Regions from separate parts of the Anser cygnoides genome. Here all the other regions are linked to region 2. The links are chromatin contacts, called in public Hi-C maps. All regions are on one chromosome and are shown on one strand. The core of a region is the stretch at or near the end of the contact, and the rest is flanking DNA. Distances in the headings are between cores, read along the strand shown. Region 1 holds the start of HAAO (3-hydroxyanthranilate 3,4-dioxygenase). Region 2 holds the start of ZFP36L2 (ZFP36 ring finger protein like 2). Region 3 has its middle 340 kb from the start of TRNAI-UAU.

What was found. Hi-C and Micro-C count contacts between places; a contact is called where the count stands out from the background.
Region 1: a Hi-C map of liver shows a contact between it and region 2, with 6 times the contacts expected there. The contact joins the promoter of HAAO here to the promoter of ZFP36L2 in region 2. A contact is called at or near these places in 4 of 7 Hi-C or Micro-C datasets (fetal liver, granulosa cells and liver).
Region 3: a Hi-C map of liver shows a contact between it and region 2, with 1.7 times the contacts expected there. The contact joins the enhancer-like site here to the promoter of ZFP36L2 in region 2. A contact is called at or near these places in 2 of 7 Hi-C or Micro-C datasets (granulosa cells and liver).

The regions. Positions count from the first base shown.
Region 1 is chr3:27,270,249-27,274,193 of Taihu_goose_T2T_genome, reverse strand. HAAO (3-hydroxyanthranilate 3,4-dioxygenase) reads left to right here and starts at 1,903. Exons shown (of 10, transcript XM_013173874.3): 1 at 1,903-2,138. The coding sequence starts at 1,909.
Region 2 is chr3:28,148,222-28,152,388 of Taihu_goose_T2T_genome, reverse strand. It overlaps ZFP36L2 (ZFP36 ring finger protein like 2), which reads left to right and starts at 1,606. Exons shown (of 2, transcript XM_066993785.1): 1 at 1,606-1,792; 2 at 2,027-3,647. The coding sequence starts at 1,742. The coding sequence ends at 3,493.
Region 3 is chr3:27,618,013-27,622,558 of Taihu_goose_T2T_genome, reverse strand. No RefSeq gene overlaps it. Among named protein-coding and RNA genes, the nearest start is that of TRNAI-UAU, 340 kb to the right of the region's middle. Within about 2 kb of position 1,613, at least 1 of the 3 cell types and tissues checked has open chromatin away from gene starts, as enhancers often do. A contact at or near this core is called in liver, where this site is marked.

The DNA.
Region 1 (3,945 bases), core at 654-3,153, 880 kb after region 2:
CCCATACCTCACTTTAGCCATAAAAATGGATTTATCAGCCTGTGACTGAGATAGTTTTCTCTGCAGGTAATAGCACCTTGTATTCTGCCTAGCGGGGAAAAGAGCAGAGACTAGCGATGAAAGTAAGAGTTTGAGACAGAATAACCCTGCAGTTAAAACTTGTGCATTAATATCAGCTCTATCAAGTCCAGGACCTTTGTTTTTTTCCTGCTGTGAATCTGTACAACCTCTTGGTTTTTAGGCCTGACAAATGGAGTCCTGCTCTTCAATACCTGTAACTAACAATGAGGTAGAGCTTTACAAAACCATTGTCATTAAGAGAGTCTTCAGTTCTGGCTGGGTCACAATCCTCTCAGTGAAAGCATTTTAAATGGAAAATTGCTTTCCTTCATAGCTAAATAGCATGCCATCAGCCTACAGTGCAAAAAGCACCAAAATGTTCCTGTCTGTAGGTCCAAAACCAGGCCTAATGACTTTGCTACACAGTGATGTCTCACCACAGTCATTTTGATGGTAGAAATTTCATGTGCTAAATAAATAATGTTACATTTTTTATTATTATTTATAATTGAGTGAAATAATACATACTCTGGGCTTATATCAGAGAAAAGTATTGCCAATACCATTATGATTGTACTAATATAGCAGAACTGTAATCCTCATGTGGATCTTTGTATCCCAAAATGAATGGAGTTTTTTGGATCAATTATGTAAGGAGTTTAAATTAAATTGCAAAGAAGTCATAGAGATGAAAGTAAAGCAGAAAGTCACCCTCACACTTACTGAAAGAAAAGTACAATATTAGTTTCAACTCACATTCCGTCACCTTTTTTTTTTTCCACCCATAGGAAAGTTACAATGGTACAAGCTAAAGAACTCCCAAGTTTATACCATTCCCGTATCCTGACTCATCAATCCAGAAGCTACACAGCCCATATGCACAAGTCACGGCGGCTGTACAGCTCACTTCTAAACAAATCATAAGATACTCTTATACCCATGCACACTGACACACTAAGCACAGTATAGATGTAGTCAGAAGACTAAGCTATATAAAGAGCAACTGAAAAACTCTCACATTTAATAATGACATTTTTTTTTTGTCAACCACCCTTTTCATGTATTCCAAGTTTGAAAAGAAATGTTTATAGATTTGGTTATTAAAAGTGAAGGGGGAGGGGGGAGCAGTGATCAATCTGTTAGAAACTCCATAGACATGGAAAAGAAACCAGTGAAGGAATAAAGCCTAATACAGACCAGGAATGCCTGATAATTCTCCATTTCTTCTTTGCCTGCTAATTTGATGACAACATGCTGCATTTTCCCAAAGGTCATCAAAGAATCACATTCAGCTCTCCAACAAGGCCTGCCACAACCCTGGCAAAGAGTAAGACAAATTAAAAAGATCATTTATGAACAACTGCTTTTGGTCTTACAAATACAGGAGACATCTTTATTTTTGTTATTTGGCAGAAGTAGTTCCCGGTATTTTCAATCACAACCTCAATCATTCAGCCTAACAAGGTTGAGGGAAGGTGGGAAAAGGAAATAGGACTCTATTATCATGCCCGAAACACGTAGATATTTAAGTATGTATAAAAATACATTTTATCTATATTGTATACATGTAACTAAACTTTGAGCAATGGCTCTCAACCTGCATTTAGCTTTCTATATTAAGTGTCCAAGTTTTCATCACCGTATGTAGCAAGGCAGTTTCTGTAGAGAGAAAGTTCCTGCAGCTGATGCAGTAAAGAGAAGGAAGCAACCTCTTGTGGGCAGTATGAGTCTCAGATGAAAATGAAAATAATTTAAAAAAAAAATAAAATTTTTTTTTTTAGAAACACTGGTCAATTATTAGCTAAGCTGCTGGAGCACCAGCACTCTTTGCAAAGTGACCTTTGGCCGATGGACCTGTCCCCTTTGACACTCAAGCCTGAAGACACCTCTTCTACCAACCAATCCCTGAACTGGGGGGATGGAGTCACATGTAGCTTGCTCACGGAGCGAGCACTAGGCAAACTCCATCTTCATCAGAAGTTTCATAGCTGGTGGACCATGGAGCTTCTGGTAAATGTCAGAAAATGGATAGAAGAGAACAAGGCAGCCTTTTTACCTCCTGTGTGCAATAAACTTATGTGAGTAAATGAAGGTTTTGTTTTGGTTTAATTTTGTTCTTAGATATATAAATATTCTTAGCTACCAGAGGAAGCTGCTAAAATGCATACATGGTAAAGACTAGTAAGGAACCGTAGTTCCTCTCAGGCTACAGCCAGTCATACCGCAGTTTTGAAGGACAGGAAGTAACTGAAATCTTTTTGTGGTAACTCTGCAGAAGCTGTGAAGATCAGTTTCAATATGTCTGCCTCAATTCAAAGTCTCTTGTAGGCAATTAGGCTGCTAAGGGACTTTGTGTCATGCCCTTTGACAATAACCTCATAGAAATCTGAGGAGATGGCATTGCATCCATAGACTGTAAGATTTAGCAAATAGATTCATGCTACTATATTACAACCTGGAACAGCTGCTAGAGCTGCTAAGGGTCATTCCAATATTGCAGAGGAGCTGAATCCGCAGGAGCAATCAAAACTGACAGGATATATCACATGAAGATAAGGAGAATTGAAGGGGAACAGGGCTGAAAAAGCAGGTTTCCAGGGCATTTCAGAGCTGTCAGGGCATGGTATGATGCTCTGTTCAGCATGAGGCTGAAAAGGCAACATTTCGGGGCACTGACTGACAACTTGGAGCTCTGAACTGTATCCTGAATAATTATACAGCTAATATAAGAAAAAAGTGTGTGTATTATGCAGGTTTACAGTATGCATATTGCCAGCGTCAAAGCCCATGAACAAGTTCCAGTGTAAGTGGTCCAATGTGTGGCACATTCTGGTCATGTTACCAAGGATTTCTTTTATCAGTGAACTTGAGGACAATACATTTAGTCCAACACTGCCTCTATATAAAGGTTTTCATAAGAAAGGGTAATGTACAAGAAATTACAGAAGACTGAGTTTTATGAAGAACATAAAAAGCAGATGTTTTTGCTCTTCTATATTTATTTTTCTTGCATTTGAATTTTAATGACTACAAAAAGCAAAGAATGTGCCTGTTGCCCCTACCCTGCACTGCTACTTCTAATCAAAAGCTGATTGGGCACTACTGTAGCAGTGGCAGTGATATTAATTTCCATTCAAAGCTGCAAGAGTTTGCTTTTCAAAGTAATGGTTGCAAGACAAAAATAAGGTAAGAGGTACATCCTTAGCAAGATGTCTCTGTTGAAACTACAGTTTATGTTCTAAATGAGAAATTATGAAACTTGAATCACTGCAATAGTTTCACAGTGGGAAAGAGAAGAAAATGTCTTTTTACAAGTGCTTTCATTTATTTCATTTTGGGAATGGATTTAGGAAGCATAAAAGCATAGCTATTTCTAAAGCTTACCAGTGATAGTGGTAAAGCTTTAGTATTTTAGAGCATGTGAAATATTCATTTTTTCATTCTTCATCAGTAGGATTAACCTTTTTGTTATTACTGCACTATGCTGCACAGCCTACCAGCAGCTCTGTGTAATTCTGAAGTAACTCTGGAATATGAGGTCTATCAGAGGTCAGAAAGTTACACGTATCCCTAAGTAGTTGGTGTTGATGAGTCTCCCCCATAAACACTGCAAGAAGCTAGAGTGAAACAAGGAACATTTTTTTTCATGATAAAGTTTGCATAGACTAAAAAAATATATACATATCAATTTCTCCATTGAAGCTTCAGCCTGTGGAGGAGGAGAGAAAAGCCATGTACTATATAGATTCTGAGTTTCTCACCACCTGCTCCTAGTGATATCTACATTTTTTTTAGGATTTTCCAAAAAAGCTTTAGGCAATTTTCCAAGATGTGACTAATAAATTTCCAAGATTGTTTTCAAAGGCTATGATACTTTATGTGCTG
Region 2 (4,167 bases), core at 357-2,856:
AGTTACAGAGTTATGTGCCATACGCGATTGCTCACTTTCAGCCTCGCGGCTCGCAGCTGCCCGTTGGCACAGCCTCGCTGCGCGGCTGGGTGACGATGCAGCGAGCACGCGGCGCTCGGAGGGCTGCAGGCTCTGCCGTGCTGCCGGTCTCCGGGAGGTGGCAATGCAACACAGTGCAACGCAGCGCGGCTCTGCAGCCGGTGTCAGCTCCTGGCCGGGCTCTTCACGAAGAGCGACCGTCCTGGTCTGCCCATGGCATCCCAGTCGTGTCGCCGACTCCTTGTGACGGCGTAAGTTTGGGGAGGAATCTGCTGTAAACCACGATAAGCTATCGAATTGAGCCCAACGAATGTGTGCAAACTACACTAGGCTAACTCACTCTAGGCAAAAACTCACGTCTGAACAGAAGTGGAAGTACTCGCTGTAGGTTTCCAGGATTCGAGATTACTTATGTAAGTAATTCACAATGCAACGTGAGACTTCGCACAGCAAAAGGAGAGTGTTAGAATCCGACATGGAAACTTGTTTTTTTAGGATATGTGTTATCTAATGCAATAAAGCCATGCTGTGAGCTAGCCTGGAAATTAATTTGTTGGCATCTGTTTGCAGCTCCTGGGCAAAGAGTAGCCCAGGTTACGTCTGGAAGCTGTTTTTAAGAGTAGTCAGGGGCCACACAACTGTTTGACAGCTGCCTGTTAGCGCAGCTCCCAGCTTTTGGGACTGGTGCAGCAGCAAATCTGGCAGGACAGGGACCTGTGAGTACCAGAAGGACGGCTCGGTTCTGTGCCCTCGGTTATTTCAGCAGTGAGCGTAAGGCTACCTGGTAGCCCTGTTTTTTGTGCTTTATTGGAAAGAAGTTGAAGCGTGTGTGCAGTTTTACATTGAGCGACGGGCAACTCCAGACGCAGAGCAGTGTAGCAGTAGGTCCACGGCGACCGTAAAACCCGAGTAACCCTGCGAAGCCGTGAGGGCTGGGTTAAGGGGTGCAGGAGCCGGCCCCAGGGCGCAGCGCTGCTCGCCGTGCTCTGAGCGCGGCCGCGAGCAGGGCTCCTCCTCGGCTCGCGGCGAGCAAACGCGGCGCTGGGCGCTAGCACAGCGCAACGGGGCCCGGGCTGGTTTGTAACCGCTCCACCAGGAGCTCGGCGGGGCGGCAGGGGGCGGCACAGCGCCGGGCACGGCGAGGAGGGGGGGGGGTGGGGGGGGAGAAGCAGCGCGCTGCGGGCAGCCGGGAACGAGCCCGCCCGGCCCCGGGGCGGCCGCGGGCTTTTGTCTCGGGCCCATTACGTGGCACAAGCGGCGGCGGCTGAGGAGGAGGAGGAGGAGGTGGAGGAGGAGGAGGAGGAGGAGGAGGAGGCGGCTCCGCGCCGACCCGAAATGGCGGCCAGCGCCGGCCCCGCCGCGGGGCGGGGCGAGGCGGGCGGCGGGCGGGGCGCTGGGCCCCGGCGCCTCCCCCCCGTGCCTTGGCGGCGGCGTTTATATGGGGGCGGCGCGGGGCCCCGCCGAGCTCCCGCCGGTCGCCCGCTGCCCTGCAGCCGCCGCCGCCGCCCCGGCCCGGCTCCCGCCGCCCCGCCGGGAAGGAGACGGGAGCGTTTCGGATCCGTGAGCGGCCGGCACCCCCCTACCCTACCCCACCCCGCCCCGCCGCCGCCACCTCCCGCCCAGTCGTGGCTTTTGCAAACCCTCCGAGGGGAGCGGGATCTTTCGGTCCTTCCTGCGTTTCCGACCATTACAGGATCTAGCGATGTCTACGACGCTGTTATCGGCCTTCTACGACATCGACTTCTTGTGCAAGGTAAGGGCCGGGCCGGGGCGCGGGGGGAGCCCCGCAGGGGGCTGCGGGGCGGCTTCGCGGGGGTCGCGGGGCGCCTCCGTGCCCCCGTCCCCGTCCCTGCCCCGTCCGCGGCTCCGGGGCCGTGCCCGGGGCGGCGCGGGCTGGCGGTCGCCCTGCAACCCGCCTCTCTCCGCTCTCTCCTCCTCCTCCTCTTCTCCCGCTCCCCGTCCCCCCCTTCTCCCGCCCCGCTCGCAGACGGAGAAGTCCCTGACCAACCTGAGCAGCATGCTGGACAAGAAGGCCGTGGGGACCCCGGTCACCCCCCCCAGCTCCAGCTTCGCGCCGGGCTTCCTGCGGCGGCACTCGACCAGCAACCTGCCGGCCCTGGCCGGCGGCTCCAAGTTCCCCAGCCCCACCGGCTCCAGCTCTTCCTCCTCCTCCTCCTCCTCCTCTTCCTCCTCCTCGTTCGGCAGCCTGAAGGAGACGGGCTCCGGCGGCGGAGGCGGCGGCAGCAGCAGCCCCACGGCCCTGCTCAACAAGGAGAACAAGTTCCGGGACCGCTCCTTCAGCGAGAACGGCGAGCGCAGCCAGCACCTCATGCAGCAGCTCCAGCAGCAGCAGCAGCAGCAGCAGCAGAAGGGGGGCGGCTCCGGCGGCGGCGGGGGGGCCCCCATCAACTCGACGCGCTACAAGACGGAGCTGTGCCGCCCCTTCGAGGAGAGCGGCGCCTGCAAGTACGGCGAGAAGTGCCAGTTCGCGCACGGCTTCCACGAGCTGCGCAGCCTCACCCGCCACCCCAAGTACAAGACCGAGCTGTGCCGCACCTTCCACACCATCGGCTTCTGCCCCTACGGCCCCCGCTGCCACTTCATCCACAACGCCGACGAGCGCCGCCCGGCGCCCGGCGGGGGCACGGCCGCCGCGCCGCCCGCCTCGGCCGCCCCCCCGCACCACCACCACCACCACCACCACCAGCACGCCCCGCACCCCGCCGGCAGCACCGGCGACCTCCGCGCCTTCGCCCCCCGTGACCACCCCCTGGGAGGCGGAGGAGGAGGCGGCGGCGGCGGCGGCGGCTTCGGGCACCCCCGCGGCGGCGGGGGCAGCGAGCGGCCCAAGCTGCACCACAGCCTGAGCTTCTCCGGCTTCTCCGCCCACCACCACCACCACCACCCGCACGCCGCCGCCCCGCCGCCCCCGCCGCCCCCCGGCGGCCGCCTGGACGCCGCCGCGCTGCTGGAGAGCCCCGGCGGGTCGCGCACGCCGCCGCCGCCCGCCTCGGCCTCGTCGTACTGCGAGGAGCTGCTCTCGCCGCCCTGCGCCAACAACGCCTTCGCCTTCTCGGGCCAGGAGCTGGGCAGCCTCATCGCGCCCCTCGCCCTGCACACCCCCAGCTTCGCCGCCGCAGCCGCCGCCGCAGCCGCCGCCGCCGCCTATTACCGCTGCCAGCAGCAGCAGCAGCAGCCCCCGCCGCCGCCGCCCCCCGGGGGGGGCTGCCCGCCGCCCCCCGCCTCGCCGCCCTTCAGCTTCCAGCCCCTGCGCCGCCTCTCCGAGTCGCCCGTCTTCGACGCGCCGCCCAGCCCGCCGGACTCGCTGTCGGACCGCGAGAGCTACCTGAGCGGCTCCCTCAGCTCCGGCTCCCTCAGCGGCTCCGAGTCGCCCAGCCTGGACTCGGGCCGCCGCCTGCCCATCTTCAGCCGCCTCTCCATCTCCGACGACTAGGCCGGCGGCTGCTGCTGCTGCTGCTGCTGCTGCTCCCGCTGCGCCCCCCGCCGCCGCCCCCGGGCCGGCCCCGCGCCCCCCCCGCAGCCGCGAGCGCAAGTAAGTCGCAGGGCGAAGAGAGAGAACCCTGCTCTTTTTTTTTTTTTTTTTTTTATACGTATATCTATCTATATATCCACCGAGAGCTGAACAAAAAAGCGTTTTGCGAAAGGGCGAGTGACGTGAACTGAACAAACCTATTTTTATAGAGAGACCTTGGAAGAAGGGGATTTTTGTTTTGGGGTTGTTTTTTTTTTTTTTTCGTTGTTGTTCTTTGGAGACAAGTTATGATACGCACCAGCAGCAGCCATTCCATCTGTGTTCAGAGAAAAAAAAAAAAAAAGAAAGAAAACAAAACACGAGCGTTAGCAAAGACACCACCAGAAAGCAACAAACAATCCGGGGAGCGCGGGTTCTGCCTTTTCAGCTCCTCCACATCTGCAGGCACACGCAGAAAAGCCACCGAGCAGTTCTTGTCTTTCAATCCAGTTCAAATAAAAACACAGAACGTAACTAAAACCTATAAGCTTTTTTTAAGAAAAGAGAAATCCAACATCCTGCCAAGAATATGCCTTGATAACAACCTTCTTTTTTTATATATCTATATATTATTATTATAACAAATGCTAAAACCT
Region 3 (4,546 bases), core at 364-2,863, 530 kb after region 2:
CTATCCATACATTTATTTACTAAGACTGGGCCTTTAATATTTTTCAACTAAGTACTGTCTCCCTTTTTCAGTCAACCTTATAAAAACTATTTTATCTATAGGGGAGTAACAGAAAAAGACCATTTCATTGTGTGGGAAAATAGGAAAAATACAGAGGAAAAAAAAAATAGGTCTAGATCTAATATGTCATGGCTGGGAGCTCCAAAACAACGTTTAACAGAACAGTAGGAAACGGATTAAAAAATCCTAACCTGGAAACTCAACTTCTTTTAGTCTCATCCACGAATCTTGCCCTATAAGCTTCTGCTCCATATCTGTATTTGCATAATTACCTATTTGGATGCAATACTGTGACTTGTTCAAGCGCAGATTTACCAGAGGAATAAAATGTTCTTTAATTCACTCTTCCTCCCTTAGCATCACCTGAACTGCCTTTTATACTCTCTCGTGCTGTTCAAAACTATTCTTTCAATTATGCAAGACAAAAGAAATTATACAAAAAAAGGTAATACATGCATGAGAGCTGCTCTAATGGTAACTGATAAAGGGATAACTGATTCAGATCCCACCTGTTGAATGGGCTTAGACATAAACTGGCCTACTATATTGACATTAGTCAAAAGATTAGTTCATCTAAGAACCTTTCCTGGTAAATAGATGGTCTTATCTCGTATTAATTATAATTGATTACATATATCAATACAATGACCTTAGAAACAAGTATGCAAAAAAAAAAGTTCAGACAACTCTGTATATGTTGTGGAATCACGGAATTTCTGCTACAGAATCATGATTTTAGAACACTGATACCCAGCTTTATTTGAATTCTTTGGGCTGTGGTCAAATGATTCTTCTGACAATGATAGCCTAAAGCAAAGTTTTTGGGATTACATTTGGCAAGCTTGAAACAACCCTTTCGAGGTTCTCATTCATTAATACCACCTAACTAGGTTACTACCTAGATTATGCAGTGAGAATACCAAACAAGAAACAATTAAAGCAAAGAAAACACCAGGTTTCCAGACACAGAACTAGTACTGCAAGTGCTTCTTGCTGAATTTAAAAATCTGAGCGAAGTTTGGACACAGGAGAAGGAGGTATACCATTCAAATAACTTGCAACAGGCAGTTTGCTGGAGGGCAGGTTAGAGAAACATAAAACTGAGCTGCATCAGAAACTGGGCGCTTACTACTTTTTTTTAAAGACAATGATCACCCCTCTCCAGAATGACCAGTTTCTGAGACCTTTTCCTAAAGAAAAGAAATGTAGATTTTTTTTTTATTTGCTTTACTTTGCCTAGTCTGAAGCATCCATTGTGCTTCAATAAGCACATAACATGGACAATATAGGGGATTATGCAGTTTCTTATATCTTTATTAGCACTGAAGAAAAACAAACAAACAAACAAAAACAAACAAAAACAGAAGAAGAAACAAATACACTGTCTGAAAAGCCATACCTGTCTCCCTTTTGGTCTGGTGTAGTGTGTGGTAGAGGTCCTAGCTGATGGGTTAGCAGCACCTGTTAGCAAGCAGAATATGGCACCGTGAACAGGCAACTCTGATAGCAAGAGCGTAGTAGTAATCTATAAGAAGAAAGAAAAAAAGTTTTTCACAGATTCTGAGATTACATGTCTATCAATTTTTCTGAGTACATGGTAAATGTTACTACACCAGGAATCCTTATATTTATTAGTTAATCTGTCCCAAAGCCATGGAAGGTAATTAATGAAAAAGATAGTCAGGCATGGCTTCAGGCAGTAATTTAATATTACTGAAAATCTCTGCATGAGCAAACCCATGAACCACAGAGGAAATACATACTGTGCAAGGACACTTGTGTTCTGAAATGTGATCCCCCGTGGAGTTTTCAGATGAAGCACTTTTCCAGTGATTAACTCAGTACATTTGAATTTCATTACTTAATGTTTTAGGTGACTAGTTATTTGTAGCGCACAGAGAGGAAAACAAGTTTTCCATGAATAAAATTAGAGTAAAAGTCAGATAATGGCTAAGCCATCTCAGGTCACTCAGAGCCCCATTTCTCCCTGCTGACCTAGTAGAAAGTTCAGTGTGTGCTCTTACAGCTCTTTTGATAACTATGTTATACTTGCCTTACCTTCTGCTGACAATAGCTCCATGCTAGTTATATAGAACTCATTTCCCTTACCGGTACATCCCTTCCTACAGGACTCAATAAAGATCAGCAGAGGAATGTGTGTGTGGCATAGGCATACCAGAATTTTAACATGTGCTGAAAATGCCCCAGTTGTACCAGCCGTTACAGTGGTATAACAGTCCCCTGCTTCAGGACCCTGCATGCTCAGTGCTTCCAGTCAAAGGAGCTCTTGTTGATTTTATAAAAGATGAGAGCCCTCAAAGCTGCCTTGCAGGTGCTGCAAGGAATGTGCTTGGCTCATGCTTCTTCAAGACTTGGGGAGAGGCAGAACGTTATTTGTCTCTCTCCTAGTCTGTTGTTAAACAAGAATCAACTAAGACATCTGAGGTATTCATCAAATTAAAAGATCTCTTCAGAGAAATCCATGCGAGATAGTGACCGCTGGATGTTTATTTTCTTTGCCAAGAAGTGACTGGCCCTGCTATACTTCTGGGAAAGCAAAATACCAAGGATTAGATAATGAGACTAAATTTCAACAAAGAAATTCAGGAAAAGGTTAGATAAAAATAAAATTAAATTTCAAAACTTTGTAATTGTCTCTTTATTGCACTGTCAATCTTCTTTCTAAATTCACCAGGCACTGGATTTGGTCAGATATGCTACATCACAATGTAGTTTTACTCTCTATCAGAATGTGGTATTTTAAACCCGTGTATGTTCTTTTAGTTCAGCAGTATTTTCACGGGTTGCCTTTCCCTTTTAGAGATCAAAGACAAAATTCAGACTGCACTGACAAACTCAATTCTGGATTACATATGGATATGAAATGGTGTTTCTGTACCATTAAACCGTTTCAGCTTTCAAGCAAAATCTTTTCCTGTTCCCTGTTGGGATGAAAAACAAGGCCTTTTGAAGTTTTATGTAAGAAAAAACAAAAACTCATGAGAGCCCAATGCACCCCCAGCTAACAGCCTGGTGGTCAGAACTGTCATTTATCTGATTTGGGCTAAAAGCTTGTGACTATGTTTGCCTTAGCCCAGGGAACATCTCTGAACACAGGGCTACTGAAATTTCCATCAGCCTCTCTATTTTTGGCAAAAATTCTGTCCCGGAGCAGAAAAGTCTTGGTAGAAGTCTAATGAAAATCAGAAAATTTGTATAAGAATTGCAATGAAGAAAAAAAATCATTCAGACTAGTCCAGCTTTTACCAGGCCTCTCACCAGAAGCAAATAATACACTAACCACAGATGGTGAGATGTTTAAAAACAAAGTAACACCAAAGAAACCCCACTAAAAACCAGAAAGGCCTCAGCTGAATGCATTTCTGGTACTTGTTCTGCCATTCTCGTATGTAATATCTTTGGCTTCCTAGTTCAATAAATTAACAGGTAGCAATTATCATATTTTCAAATGTTATCTATAAAGCTTTACAGATTTTTCTGGTGAATTTTCAAAGTATTACCAAAGGCTTGCAAAGTCAGGTGTTTAACATACTTTATATCCAAACAACAACAACAACAAATCTGGCCTTCTGACCTTACTGCTGAGGAGGTCAGGGCTGAAGGAACACCTCTGTCCTATATCAGTGCAGCCCCTACCTGAAGCTTCAGCTGTTTCTGTCCACAGTGCATTAATGCAGTACAACAGAGATCTCTTTGTAGGATACTGGTACCCAAGAAAATGAAGGTAAGGCACCTCTAGGTAACTAGGCCCTCCTAAGAGCCACATCTGTGTTTAATAAGGTGGAACACAGTGAAGTGTTTATATTTGGTGCTGCCAATATTATTTCAGGTGACTCTGGAAACAACTCTATACAAGGTTGCATGCAAGTGGTCCTGGTACCTGTGTGAAGCCAAAAAGAAGCGTATGCAGATGTACTCTGCAGAGTTGTGTCAAAGCCCTGAGGTCAGGACAGACTTCTGAGTAGAGGTTGCTGCAAAATCAAGACTTCTGTGTCTTCAAGACTTCTTTGCAAGTTGAATGTAACAGCACTGAATAAGCAAAAGTGGAGTTACAGAAAAAATGTGACTGCTTTTTTCTTGTTTCTAACCTGCAAGGCAATTTCTCCCTTTCTCTCCACCTTCCCCCTCCCACTTTCCTTGCCTTTCTCTTTCCTTTTTTTTTTCCCCCTTCCTTATTTTTTCCCTTCCCTTTTCTCTCTCTGCACTAAATTTTCAAAGCTCTATGCAGACCTGTAGAGAGACGATTATAAAGTAACTACAAATGCATTTTCTTTCTCATTGTGTCAACAACTGATTAGGAAACCTTTTTCCATCAACTGAGAATTGACATCAGCCACAAGGACTATTTTTAATTAACAAAAATACATTTAGTGCTTAAAAACCTTATTTTTGACTCGATATGCTTTTTTATTCAACATTTTAAATTCTTGTCTTCACACTTATTGAATTGTTTGAAAACAAATAT